Regions from separate parts of the Gossypium hirsutum genome. Here region 2 is linked to region 1. A link is a contact called in public Hi-C data. All regions are on one chromosome and are shown on one strand. The core of a region is the stretch at or near the end of the contact, and the rest is flanking DNA. Distances in the headings are between cores, read along the strand shown.

The links. A called contact is a pair of places that touch in the nucleus more often than the background predicts.
Region 2: a Hi-C map of leaf shows a contact between it and region 1, with 1.9 times the contacts expected there. The contact joins the promoter of LOC107942963 here to the promoter of LOC121207720 in region 1. A contact is called at or near these places in 2 of 34 Hi-C or Micro-C datasets (both in leaf).

Annotation. Positions count from the first base shown.
Region 1 is chrA10:111,379,594-111,386,787 of Gossypium_hirsutum_v2.1, reverse strand. LOC121207720 (GATA transcription factor 8) reads right to left here and starts at 4,433. Exons shown (of 4, transcript XM_041078089.1): 1 at 4,278-4,433; 2 at 3,731-3,812; 3 at 3,028-3,311; 4 at 1,574-2,699. The coding sequence starts at 3,267. The coding sequence ends at 1,926.
Region 2 is chrA10:111,650,041-111,657,234 of Gossypium_hirsutum_v2.1, reverse strand. LOC107942963 reads left to right here and starts at 2,845. Exons shown (of 2, transcript XM_016876696.2): 1 at 2,845-3,397; 2 at 3,709-4,062. The coding sequence starts at 3,213. The coding sequence ends at 3,865.

The DNA of each region.
Region 1 (7,194 bases), core at 3,184-5,683:
TAACATAATTGGTCTCATTAACAAACGTTTTGGCAGCGGATGAATCCCCTTAGGTGGATTTAGGAAAACAAAAATTCAATTCAACATTGTATTTCGAATCCGTATTCATTGGTTAACGGTGTTTACTTTTATACTCATATCATGGGTTTGAGTCGCATGAATTGCCTGTTAATAATGCGTGCGTATGTAGAAGTATTCATGGTGTATAAGTTGTTTTTAGAAAAAAGATTTGATCATTATATCTCGTTTAATCTAAATGCTCCTCTTGATGATCTATTGACAAGAGTAAATTACTACCACATACATCATTAATAAACATTTCTTGTTAATTGATCCCATAATGTGAAGATGAAGATAAATATCATTGACCAATGGACCAAACACTAGAATTCATGAAAGAAATCCTAAATAACCAACAACATGATCTAAAATGCTAAGGATAGAACAAATTAGTTTTGGATTCCGTCAAGTTGTAAAATTTGTAAGTAAGAACATTTCAATTCAATTTTATTAATATTAATATTAGAGTCATGAGATTATAAAATTTTATTAAAAATAACTTAAAATATATAAATAACGTTAAGATGAACCCTAAATTTGACCAAAACTGCTGCCCTCTCAACATTAATCACAGCCTGGATTAGTTGATTGAACAACATTCATAAAAGGTAAGGAGGCAATTTTATGTGGTTGGTGATAGAATTGACACAATTCTCAATTGGTGGTATATTGTCCTATCAAATTTCAAAATTTTTGTTCAAAATGCAAGCATTACTTTAAAATAAGAATCCCCCCAACAAGTATCAAACCATATGATTAGAATGTCCAAATCAACTTTAAAAATAATGAAAGCAACTGCCATTCATTGATTTTATTTTCAATTTTTCCCATGCTTTTTAATATTACTAATCATTTCCTATACAATCAAGGTAAAAACCCTTCATTTATTTTGCCTCTAGTTTGGTAGCATTGAGTGAGATTAGGAGGATTGAGACATTTTGCCAAATCCCTTCATAACAACCATACTAATGATTACAACTTGATTTTGATTATCTAACCAAATTAGCTAATTCATTTATCGAACAAGATATTGATATCATATAAAAACTTGAATATAAATTTTTTGAAATTTCACTAATGATTTGATCAACAAATTTGGGGTGTGTGTTTTAACAGAAGTTAACATTTTCTTAACTTAGATTATAAGGGACTTCTGGGTCCAATTTGGTTGATCAACTATGATATCAATGTGAAGCCTTATTCTTGCTTGAAATTCAAGAATGTCTTTTAATGGCTTGTTTTCATTTTCTAAATTTTTGGGTTTTATCACTCAAATGATATTATTTTTAACAATTTTGTGGTCTCCTTTTCCTCAAAATGGGTAATTTCTAAATAAGTCCAACTACCATTTGCTAGAATCCAAAAGGCTTAAATATGAATTATTTTTCATTTCACTTATATTTCATTGTTAATGAAGAAAGAAACACAAAAAGTATAGAAATTAAGCATTTAAAAGGGAAATTTAGATGATTTTTTTTTCACTGCAAAAAGAATCCCCAAATAGGAAAAAAAATTAAAAAGAAAATAAAGACTCCAATAATTAATAACCTTTGAAGGACCTACTCATTACTAAAAAAAACCTACAACTTTTGCTACCCTTAAAACCTTCCATTTTCCCCTAAACCCTTTCTCTTTCTCTCATTAAAACCCCTCTCTACAATTCTAAAATATTTGTCATGTATTGCTCCAATTTCCCCCCCATTTCCAACCCTATACAAAAATAAAACAATGAACAAAGAGATAAAAATAACAATAACAAAAATAAACACATAAAAAAAGATTAAAAGAGATTGGGATGGGGGAAACATTGTGAAAGTTTTAACCCCATCAACATTAGGGTTCCAAAATTCTCCAAAGCCCTCCCTTCATATGTAATCTAGTGCTGGGTTGCTTTTATTTGGGATCATTTCTGGTGCATCAGCTGTCCCACATTTGGTTCTCATTTCCAGCACTTTCTTATGAGAATTCGAGTGCACCGACGGGATAAACGTCGGACTCGCCGCCGGTCGGTACTCGGGAAAGAGCCTGCCGGATTTATACCGGACTCCGCATGCATTGCAAAGGGTTTTCGGTCCCATTGGTCCTGCCCTCCATTGAGGTGTCTTTGTTATCTCACAATGCATGCATTTCCTAACAGATGGATTTTGAGTAGTGTTGTTATCAGTAGGTGGTGGTGGTGGTGCTGGGAGTGTCAACTTGATCTTCTTTTTCTTCTTGTGTTCCGGGTTAACTTGTCGTGGCAACTTGATCAGAAGCCGAGACTCAGCGTGGTTCTCGGAGTCGGATGGCACCTTGGGGACAAACAACGACTGAGGAACGTCGTTGTCATTGACGGACGAAGACGGGGAGATAAGCTGAATCGCTGAACGAGGGTTGAAAGTAGCGGGACGGGGACGTTTGCTACGCGCACGTCCGCACTTCCCGGGGGCGGCAACCGGTTTCTCGCCGGAGTAAGAGCTGCTGCTTTCGAGGACCGAAACCGGACTGGATGTCTGGAATTGATGGTGATCATGATCATGATGGGATGGTGAGTCCTTATTGTTTGAATTAGGCTCTTGTTTCTTAATTGTCAAGCTTGCTCCACAATTTGAATCTTCAACAAAGTTTGACAACCACTCCAATTGAACGATGTCTTCATACTGCAAAATCAATCAAAAATAATGGACGAAAATTAAATTAAATTAAAAATATTTGTCCAAAAAAGTATTATTTAAGTACCAATTAAGTGGACCCCACAACACATAAACATTATATTTTCCAACAAAGGCATGCATAACTAATCACATGACAAATCATGTGACTTACATAACCGAAGCAATAATTATGCCTTCAAATAATGCAAAACTGTTGGCTGTATTCCACTTTTTTTCGACCAATGTAGCCGACAATCAGATATCATAAAAATAATATTTTTTCAAAAAAAATCTAAACTTTAATCTTGGGTGATATGGACTTTAAGACACTAACTGGAACAGAGAGTTCGGCGGAGAGGTCGGAAGCGCTGTTGTTGGAAAAAACTGAGTCAGAACCCGGGAATGACTCGGAGTGAGCAGTCCAAATGCTGGGAAAAGCGGCGGCGTTGATGGCGGAATCAGCGGCGGAGAAACCAGCTTCGACATCCTCGTTAGGGAAGTCGAGGAGATCGTCTATGTGGTCGAAGAAGCTGCCGCAATCTATCTCGTCGATGAAGTTGGTTGGTCCAATCATGGTTTCTTTATGTTAATAATTTCTCTCTTAAGAAATTTATAAACCTGTCAAGAAAAGAAAATGTAAAATTTATTATTAATAATGTTAATTTTGCATGTGAATGTCTCTCTTTATTGAAAAGCGGGCACTGCTAAAATGATTGAGCCGTGTGGCGCATGTTAGCATATGAATTTTTTTGAAAAATACAATTTTGAAAATTGAAATTTCAAATTTGAGCAATTTTGAATTGAAATTTGGAAGTATTTGAGATTTTTTTTTAATACAAATTTGTTTTTATGTTCCAAAATTTTTTATTTTATTTGCTCAAATGGAAGGTGAAGTAAAAATTAAAATTTTCTAAGTTAGTGCAAGGTGGTCCAATGCTAGCTAAAATTTTTTTTTTTTAAGGTGGTGGGAGGATTATTGATTTTTAAAATTCTATTTTCAAAAGTGAACAAAAAAATGGAGGGATTATGAAGCAAACCTTTCGTTACTAAGTGAGCAAAACTTTTCTGGGGAAACAGGAGATAATTTTCCCGGAAAATGAAGAGAATTGTTCGAGAAACCTGCAACCAAAAAAAAAGTGAAATTGTTAGCACATAAAAGACTACAATGCTAGCTGAAATAAACTTTTTGAGCTAATGAAAACCACTTCTCAAAAATTCAGTTTCAATTCCTCTGTTTTCTCAGCTACCAAACAGGGTATCATTCATGGAAAAAGAAATGATTTTTGGACCCATAATTGAACACCATACTCCCTGCCGACACTAAAATTTCCAATGTAACAACAAACCCAATTTTAAAAACCAACAAAACTCACTGAAAATGTTAAACTGGGAGCTAAAAAGAATTCAAAAAATTCCCAATTTCCCACCAAAACAAGAACTCATTGAGAAACCCAACGTTCAAAAAGATCAAAACTTTCAACTCCAATGAAACAAGTTCCAAAAACCCAACTTCATATTGGTCCAAAATCAGTCATGTAAATGAGTAATAGTGTGAGCAAAGGCAATGAGGAGAGAAAATAATACCTTTGAAGAAGAAAGAGAGGAAAATTGAAGGGGAGAGAGAAAGGGAAACAAAGGATAAAAAGGAGAGGGAAGGGAGGATTTATGGTAGGTCAGCACTCAGCATCCTTTCCTTCATTGCTAGCTGTCTTTTACTCTTCTTTATGTCTTCATCTTCAAGGCTTCTCTCTCTTTTTATTACTCCTTTTGGGTCCCATCCTTTTTTTTTTTCTAGATTTTCAATTTTTTTCCACCCAAGGTTTTCAATTAAAAATTAAAAGATATCAAGAAAAAAAAATCAAATTTTGGGGTTTTTTACAAAATTTTAAAAAATAATTTGTTTGAATAAAATGGAGGCAAAAACGTGAACTTTATTAGAGCACTATTTACATATTTAATTACGAGTTCGTTTTGTTAGTACAATCATAAGAAAGGTTTTGAGTTTTAGTTTCATGAGTGAATTAAGAATCATAAGTTTACCTAAAATATTTATATTTCATGAATTTAAGAAAAATAGTTAATTATATATATTTTATAATAGGATAGTATTTAATAAATTATTAGTAAAAAATACGCTTCAACATATTTGAATCTACATCCTCTTATATTAATAATAATATTTATACTAATCGAATTAAGACTCGATCGATATTTGATTATTAAATTTAATTATAATAAACTTTGAAGTAAATTTCAGAATTAATTACCATTATTATTACATGTGAAGAAACGACCAACTTAATTTACCCCTTAATTTTTTAACTACCCTAAGTCAAAAGAAACAAGTAGCGCGTGTAAATAAGACTTGAATGGAAGTACACCGAATTTGGCTTGCGTGGCAAATTATCATTGGGACTGTTGACGTGGAAATAGAAAACTGCGCGTGGGGTTTGTTTTACTTGGAGTTTAAAATTCCCGTGTGGATTAGATTTGCCACCTATTTCCCATAAAAATACAACTTTTATTTTCTCTTTTGTCAATTAACCTAACGCGGTTTTTATATATACCCAAGATTTTTTTAAAACCAAGTAAATTAATTGGATATTTTATATTCTTTTTATTTTTGCTAAAATAATTATTTTTTATGGATTTGCTACTTCTTTTGGAGAAGTGTCGTTCGTTTGAATTTGGCCGAATTTCAACAAATCTATTATTGTTTCCTATGCAAGTTTTGTTTATTGACTCTATTGAGAACTTGAATAACTTAGCAAAGTAATTTTATCGAGAATTTGAAGAAGTAGCGAGTTTAGTAAATAAAAAATATCTCACTAAGTGTTTGAATAGGCAAACTGTGCCCACCATTGTGAACTCATGCCATGTAGCTTATAAGACGTTAATTGTTGTTTGAGCTAGTTATAGTGCATGGGTTTGAGTTCAACCGTGCACAATTGTGCATGGCTCAGTTTGTTCAGGCATCAAACAAGATGCTTCCACTTTATGAGTAAGATGCATCTTTAGGCTCTTACATCATTGATAAAATCACTCTATAAAACCGAATAAGATTTTAATAGAGTTGAGAAACAATTCCCAATTGGAGGACAATAACGATTTTACTGAAGGGTTTTTCGACTTTAAGTGAGTGATACTTTACAAATTTCTCTTAAAAGTATCTAAAAATCTCTCAAGACTTTTAAGTTAAAAAAGGGTTTTATTTTTCGAATTTTAGGAAAATTTGTTCTAATATAATTAATAGTTAGCAATTCGCAAATTAAAATTATTGAACTTAAATCCTTTTCTTTGAAAAATATAATCTTGCATATTTCTAATTTTTTGTTCTTTTACTTGGTGGCTCTTGAAAGTAGTATTGCATGTAAATTTTTAAAAAAATCTAATTATTCTCAAAATAGAAGCTTCACTTGTATAAAGTATAATAATTAATAATAAATGATGTTGCATTAAAGTTATTTGTTCATTTGATACTAATTAATTTTTTTATGAACAATTTAATATTGTCTTCCAATAAGTAATTAGTTTTAGTTAATAACGTAATTGTAATGCGTGTGTGCTGATAAATCTACTACAATAAATAAAAATTGATTGAAGTGATTGCATAGAATTCCATTTTATTAAATTTTATTAATTGCAACAAATTTATTTTCATGGGGATTAAATAATAAAGAGTTGACTTAATCATTTTTTTAACTTTTTTTAAGTGAATTATAAGAAAAGAATAAAAACTTAACAATAACATAATTAACGTAACTTAAACCCAAACCACAATTAAAATAGTAAATATCCTAATCATCGTACTAACTCACCATTTTTCTTTAGCTTTTCAAAACACGTTGAGATGCACCTTTGGTTCCATAAATTTAGACCAATCATGAATTTATTTATTTTTTATTTCTGAGTATAATAATAGAGACACATTTTTACTTTTAATTTATATATCAATGAGTTGTTTTCAGATATATCCCACATTTTTTTGGTATTCGATATTGACCACTAAATTTTGAAGTGGGATGGAACAACTTATTATTATCATAAATGCCTCCCATTGTAAGGTGTTTAAATTTCGATAAAATTTTAAATAAATTTAATAAAAAGTGGGGAAAAAGGGTTTCATTCATGACATGGAAAAACTCAAATTCTTTAGTTTGTGTTTTCTTTTTCTTTCAATAATCGAATTTAGAATTAGTGTTAATTGAGAATATAAGCACAATTTTTTTGTTACTTTATTTGTGATTTAATTGATAAAAGTAGATTTCATTGTTAATTTTAATTAAAATTTTCAGTTAATTTCTTTTTAATTTTCAAATTACATCTTTTAAAATAATTTGAGTATTGAATGACATTACAATTTCAAAATATTGATTTAAATTTGAATTTTAAAAATAACATAATTAGAAGGGAAAATCATAAACTTAAAAAAATTAATTTTTATAATTCATCAAACAAACATGAAAAATATTTATTTATTTTTTTAAAATAAAAATAAATG
Region 2 (7,194 bases), core at 1,596-4,095, 270 kb before region 1:
TTATGGTTCTACTTGCTTTGGGATTAATCCATTTATCCTGTCAACTAAAACTGTAAATATATAGTAAATATTTTAAGAGATCACAGCACAAATACATATTCGAATAAACAGCCAGAAAATAAGTTTAAATTAATATCAAGCGCAAATAAAAGAAAAAAGGGGATAAAATTCACGTACGACGAAATATGTACTACCAAAAATCATTATTATTTTTTATGAGGCCTTATTCATAGAAGTTTTTTTTTTTTTAAATGCGATAAAAAACGAACAACCAAAAATCACAAACGAACACTCCTGCTTATAGATCTGCCATTCTTGTCCTCATGCAGAAGATGCAGTGTTTCATTCTGTGCTTCTGAAAAAATCTGGACTCCCACTCCATGCTCAGCTGCTAGCTTCGCCAGTAGATCTCCCACCATGTTAGCTTCTCGGTAAATATGTGCTACCTCCACTCTCCATGCACATCTGAGAACGTTTAGAATAGCTCTTCCAAGACTAGTAGTTGCACCTTCCCCAGTTCTGCATTGAGAACTTTAACGACAGTTAAGTTATCCACCTCCAACACTAGTTGCCTGCATCCCATCGACCAAGCCACTTCAAGACCATCAAGAACCCCCAGATCTTGGTCCATACTCGATGGAGGCTTTATAGCTGCAACGCGAGGCACAATGTTATAACGGATTAAATGTGTGAATAATCCCCAATCCCATTCCCCACTATTCCTAACCATGCAACGTACGGTGCCATGCATCTCATGAAAAAGTACAGGGACCTGGACGTAATTTAATAGGGGACCGCAGCCTGGCACCCATTGATCCCTCCAGAAATCTACTTGCATCCCGTCCCCAACATTCCATATGATATTCTGCCTTACCTCCTCCCATACCTCACAAACACCTCTCTAAAACCTAGTAGCAACCAAAGGAAGATTTCCGACCCATTTGTATTTTGTGCGAAGTATCCGAGCATAGATGATTTTTCTGGAAGACGATTAAAAGCAATCTTCATCAAAAACGCCTTATTTGCTTATCCAAACTTTTGATGCCTAGACCATCATTAGCTTGATTTCGACAGATCTCATCCCATTTGATTAGACATCTATTCTCATTGGAAGATCCCATATGAAGTTGCCTATTTTTTTCTACTTAAAAACAAACCCCTTAACGAATATAGTTCGACTGCATTGCAAGAGTGATACGAACAGCCAACGACTATGTCTTCGCTTTCCATCCTGAAAGTTTCCGCCTCATCTCATCAACTAAATAATATAACGTATTATTGGTGATTCGTTTATGGATCAAACGAACTCCCAAATAAGAAGAAAATCATTATTAAATGCATACGTAAATAACAAAATCACTCAAAAGGTGAATTACAAAATGTGCTCAACAAAGTTCTTCACTTTAAACAGGGTGCTCTTAGTACAGTGTTTGCATCCTGTCGAAACTATTTTTTTGGGAGTCGCCACCAATCCTTTTGTTTGGGTGTTATTGGATCACCTAGAAATTTGGTCATTTTAATAAAAAATTTTGATTTACTAAAACAACGATTTTGGTCTACGAAATTTGAGAAAAATGGGTTCGGAAGTCGGTTACGTACGAGGAAGGATTAGCATCCTTGTAACACCCAAAATTGGTACCTAATTGATTAATTAATGTCTTAATGTTGAAAATTAAAAATTCGAAAAAAATTTAGAATACGATCCCTTTTTTATGTTGATCTATGCGAAAAATTTGCTTGAGTAAATCAAAATAGATTCCAAAAACCTTCTTGTCTCGAAGTAATAAAATGCCACAACCAGTACGTTAGAATGCAACATTTCAGACCCTCGAGAATAAGTTGGTCCTTTGATTTTCAAAACTCACATATTTTAATTTTAAAAGGTTATTCGGTCATTTAGATCAAACAAGGAAAATCGAAACCCAGTACATTAGGGCACGATCTCTCGAATTTCTAAATACAGAACATTGTCTTACTTCGAAAATTTTTTTGTTTCTTAAAAATTTTATCAAACGTAAGTTTAAAATGACACGAGTTATTTTGAAGCATAATACAAAGATAAGCAATCATATCTAAACATAGTTCATGGGGAATAATAATGCAATAATATAAAACAACTATAGTCATAGTAATATTAACAACCAAATAACAATAATAATACATATAAATATGAATAAGTAAAAAGGGAATAAATAAATAATAGTGAGGAGAATAATAATAAGGTAATGAATAAATAAATATAAGGGAAATGATTTAAAAATATTGGAAGTAAAGAACCAATAAATGAAATTTAAAGTATAATTTGTAATAAAACATAAGTAAATAAATAAATATAAATAGTTGTAATAAGAGTAATAATAATAACAATAGGTAGTATAAATAATTCAGTTTCCTTTTAAATATATATATATATGCATATATAAAAAGATAATAAATGGATAAAGGAATAAATAACAATGAAGTAATAATGATAGATGCTGAAGTGGCAACAATAACAAAATTATAAATAAAATAATTAAATGAAAACAAAACAAAAATTTAAAGAGGAACGAAAAGACAACAAACAAATGGACACAAGGATTATAATAAAATATGAATGTATAATATATATATATATATATATATATGAACAGGTAAACGAAGGAGCAAACAAATAAGATAAAAGAATAATGAACATATGAACAAGTAAATAAATAAATTAATTAATTAATTATTAATTAGAACAAAAGGACTAAATCGGGATCTAGGTAAAATCAAAGGAGAAATTCGGACATAAAACCAAAATAGCAGACCAATTTAAATGCGCTAACACATTGAGGGGCGGATTGGGAAAATATTCCCACCCTTCTAAACGCATCGTTTCAAAGGACCGATCTGAACTGAACGCAAAAATATGCAACTAAATTAAAAAAAAAAACAAAAGAAGCAAGTAGGGCCACATTGCGAGGCGCAGCAAGACCAGAAGGGTTATCACGCAATTATCCCATTCACCGCAAACACGCGGATTCTCAAGGGAGACGAATCGGGTCACGGGTCACGGGTCCAATACGGCGCGGTTTCAACACTGATTTCTTTGGTGCAAAAACGGCACCGTTTTGTTTCAGTATTTAAACCAATCTCTGTTGTTTATTTTCATTTTTTGCTTCCGTTTCTAAAACATAGCCCCATCCCCCTATTTATCTGAACCTTAAAGAAGCCAAACTCTAGCCGCCATGCAGCCACAGCAAACGGTGGTCGACGGAGGGTGGTCTACTCGTTCTTTAACACCGTTTAGATCTGTGTTTGAGGATCCAACACCTACAACCGCAAAGAATCAAAAAGAAAGTATCACCCCTTTTGTTAGATTCAGTTTTAACGAAGGAGAAACTCTGATGTATACCGACGATTCAAAGCTCAGGTGAGTCACTCTCTATTATCCCTTTCTTTTTCTTTGTAAACAGTCCCCAAAGAATAAAAGCGAAAGAAAAAAAACAAGAAAAAGTTGCAAAAATGTTAAGTCGAAAAAGAAAAATCACCTTTTTGCTTCGAATTTTTGATTAATTGTGTAACAAAAAAAAGGGTCCCTTTTACATCGTCGATTCTAGCTTTTGTAGCCTTTACAACACTGTGTATTTGCTGTTATTATTAAAGTTTATGCATTTTTATCTCTGCTTCTCTGCTTTCGTTCTTGTTGTCCTTCTTTGTTTCCTTTTTTGCTTTCTTTTGCAGGTACACCAAGGGTCATCAGGATTGTAGATGGCCGTTTTGGTGCAACGGGGCCGAATCTTGGGAGTCGTGCGTGCCGAGGGCGCACATGGAGGCGAGGCGCCTTAGGCTATTAGGGTTTTTGTGTTGTTTTATGTTTTGGGCTGTATTTTTGTGTTAGGTTTTAGTTTTGGGCCTACAAGACTTGGTTTTGTATTTGGGTTGTTGTCACTATTGAGTTTTTTGACGGGCCGGGCAAATTTAGTCACGTACACATCCCATGAACCAGCCCCCATATATTGGCTGCAAATAATAACTTCTAGATTAATGTAGTGTCGATAAGGAGCCATCTCTTATCTTCACATAAGTTGATCTTCATCTTTAATGACTTCATGGAATCTTCATACTATTTGCACAACCAAAGTTGCTATGGCCGATAGAGCACTGTTGGAATTTTGATATTAAGGAAAGAATTGCAGAGAAGAAAGAACGAGAATTTTAGAAACAAAAATTGTCTGTTAAAGTTTTATTTATTTCACTCACCTATATTTGAAAAATGTACTAAGGGTATCTATAAGAAGAAAAACTCCTAAATATAAAAAGAAATAACAAAGATTTTATATTAATAAATACCAAATATATTATGCTAATAAATGTTCAATCTTATAAGACATAACTTGTAGGCAAACTCTTCAAACCCAGATGCTACTAATTTGCCAAAATAATGAGTTCGCAAATTATTGTGAATTCTCCCAAAAACTATCCGCCAAGTGATTTATAGATGTGTACGCCATTTGGTCTATCTGTCATATTCTATTCTCCAATCTTGATTAGTTCGTTATTCATGAAGAGTTCGACAAATTTAGAGAGTATGCCAAGTCTGGGGAGTTCACCTATCGTGCATATTGCACGAATGATCATATTACGACACTTTTCCTTGGCCTTCATGCTGCGAACACCAGTTTTATCTTTCAGTTCTTCAAACCTCATCTTCCCAAGTGGTTTGGTTAAAATGTCTACAAGTTGAGTTTCAGCATTGCAATGAATCAGAGTCACTTCTTTGCTATGTTTGACTTCTCTCACAAAGTAGCACTTGATCTCAAAATGCTTTGTCTTCACATGGAAGACTGGGTTCTTTGCAATCATTATGGCGGACTGGTTGTCGCAAAAAAAAAGTGTTGCTTCAACTTGCACAAGTTTCAAGTCAAACAATAGTTTTTTCAGCCAAATTGCTTGGTTGACTGCTGCTGCTGCAGCTACATACTCTGCTTTAGTTGTGGATCGAGCAACTGTCGATTGCTTCTTCGAACTCCAAGAGAGTACCCCAGATCCAAGTGAAAAGAAATATTTAGATGTACTTCGCATATCATCCACCGAGCCAGGCCAATCACTGTCAGAGTAACCAATTAACTTCAACAGGTTCGCCTTGGTGACTCAAACACCAAAATCAACAGTTCCTTTAACGTATCTCAACATCTCTTCACCGCTTTGAGATGAGAGGTATTGCAGCAGTGCATAAACCTTGACAACAAGCCGACTACGAACATAATATCTGGTCATGTTGTTGTTAAGTATAACAAACAACCCACAAGGCTGTAATAGTTATTCTCATCAACTTTTTGAAAATCTTTGCTACCGCTGAATTTTTCTCCAAATGCATGTAACACCCCAAACTCAGCCTAAACATTACAGTCGGATTGTGAAACTTACATAAAAACATTGTCGCTTAATTTTTGTAAAAAAAAACTCGTTTTAATTCAAGGGTAAACAAAATAGATTAAATTATCAAAAACATAAGTATTCTAAAAATTATGTGAGCACCTTGACGAAAACCGTGTTTTATTGATTTTACTAAAACAAACCCAATCGCTTAACCACTTGTATAGTATAACATCGTATCAAATCTCCAAAAACTTTGCAATGAAAAACCTTTTAGATTTTTATCTTATAAAAACATTATCTCTCATCAGTTATGTCGTTCTGATAAAAAAATTCCGATTATGAATAGTACGTTTGCAAAGTAAATACCAAAATCAAAATTAAAGTCCCAAAACAAAATTAAAAGTCCAAATGTCCATAATTAAGCCCAAAACATACATAAAACCAAAATGTTTGAACCGAGCTCTGGAATCCCTTCCCAATACTAAATCTGAGGATTACCTGAAATGAAACAAAACAAATGAGTGAGCTAGAAGCCTAGCGTGTGACTTGGCTCACATACAAAATTTTCACTTATAATATTCACATATGCAATTATCATATTACAATTTTCATATTTTCAGAACATATAGCAAATCAAAACAAATCCTACCCCCATCCACCACACACTATCTCCGTCCAACCAATCACACCAATTAGTGCTACAGCAGTTCATCCATCAAATCACATCGGTATGTGGGGATATGTCACTCATATAAGTGTAGCTAAGTTGCCAGACATAAATTTCCATTTAACTGTCAAAATTGCAGTAAAACTGTCAGAAATACACTTCCTACATCATATCAACCCACCCCAATGCACATGCATCATCATATTACATACGTACATATCACATAATTTGTATAGCATGCATACCTAAGCACATATTTTTTACAAAGCATAACATATCACATAGTCTATAAAAAATGAAACCTACTTAACATGCTTTCTAAGCATTTTCATGTGTAACATACCAAATTTTATGCTTTTATAAGCCTACAAGATTCCCACAGAGTCAATTTAGAGTTCCTTAACCGAGCCTTCAAATTGGCCAAAAAGGGCCAACACACCTGTTTGGCCCACATAGCCCAATAAGCCAACCCGTGTGGACCTGTTCAAGCTGTGTAATCACACACGCCTATGTGCTCCACATGGTCGTGTGGTGTACACACCGTGTGAAGTTGGCCAATTTTGAAAATAGCCATTGTTTTTGGATTTTTCCGAGTTCCAGTCAGGTTTTTCTGACAAATCACACAATAGCACACTTCGAATCCTACATACAACATTCAAAACACATCGATTAACAAACACAAATTACCTAATATTTCACTAGATTAACATATTTATACTAAAAATCAGACCCTAAAATGTTGTTTGAACACTTATTTCATAGAAACAACACCCCAAAATAGCAGAACCTCTTTAAAATCTTTAGCGTGTAGCTCTGTTGACTCTTGAAAATCTGTTCTTGTCCTTGTCATATTTCCATCCCAAAGAAGTATCTCATTTCTTTGAGGTCTAACATTTCGATCATGTTCTCCATTTGTTGTTTGAACTCCTTTACTATGACTTTGCTACTCCCAATCACAAACAGGTCGTCAACATATAAAAAACGATCAATGAAGTGACTTCGCCAACCTTTTTTACATGTAAGGTAGGTTTGCTAGTGCCCTTTCAAATCCAAAACTCGCGAAGTGCTAATCTATCATTGCATACCAAGCTCGTGGAGCCTATTTCAAACCGTATAAGGTTCTTTAGCCTATATATCTTCTCTTCTTTTCTTTTAACAGCGAACCTAGTAGGTTGCTCCAC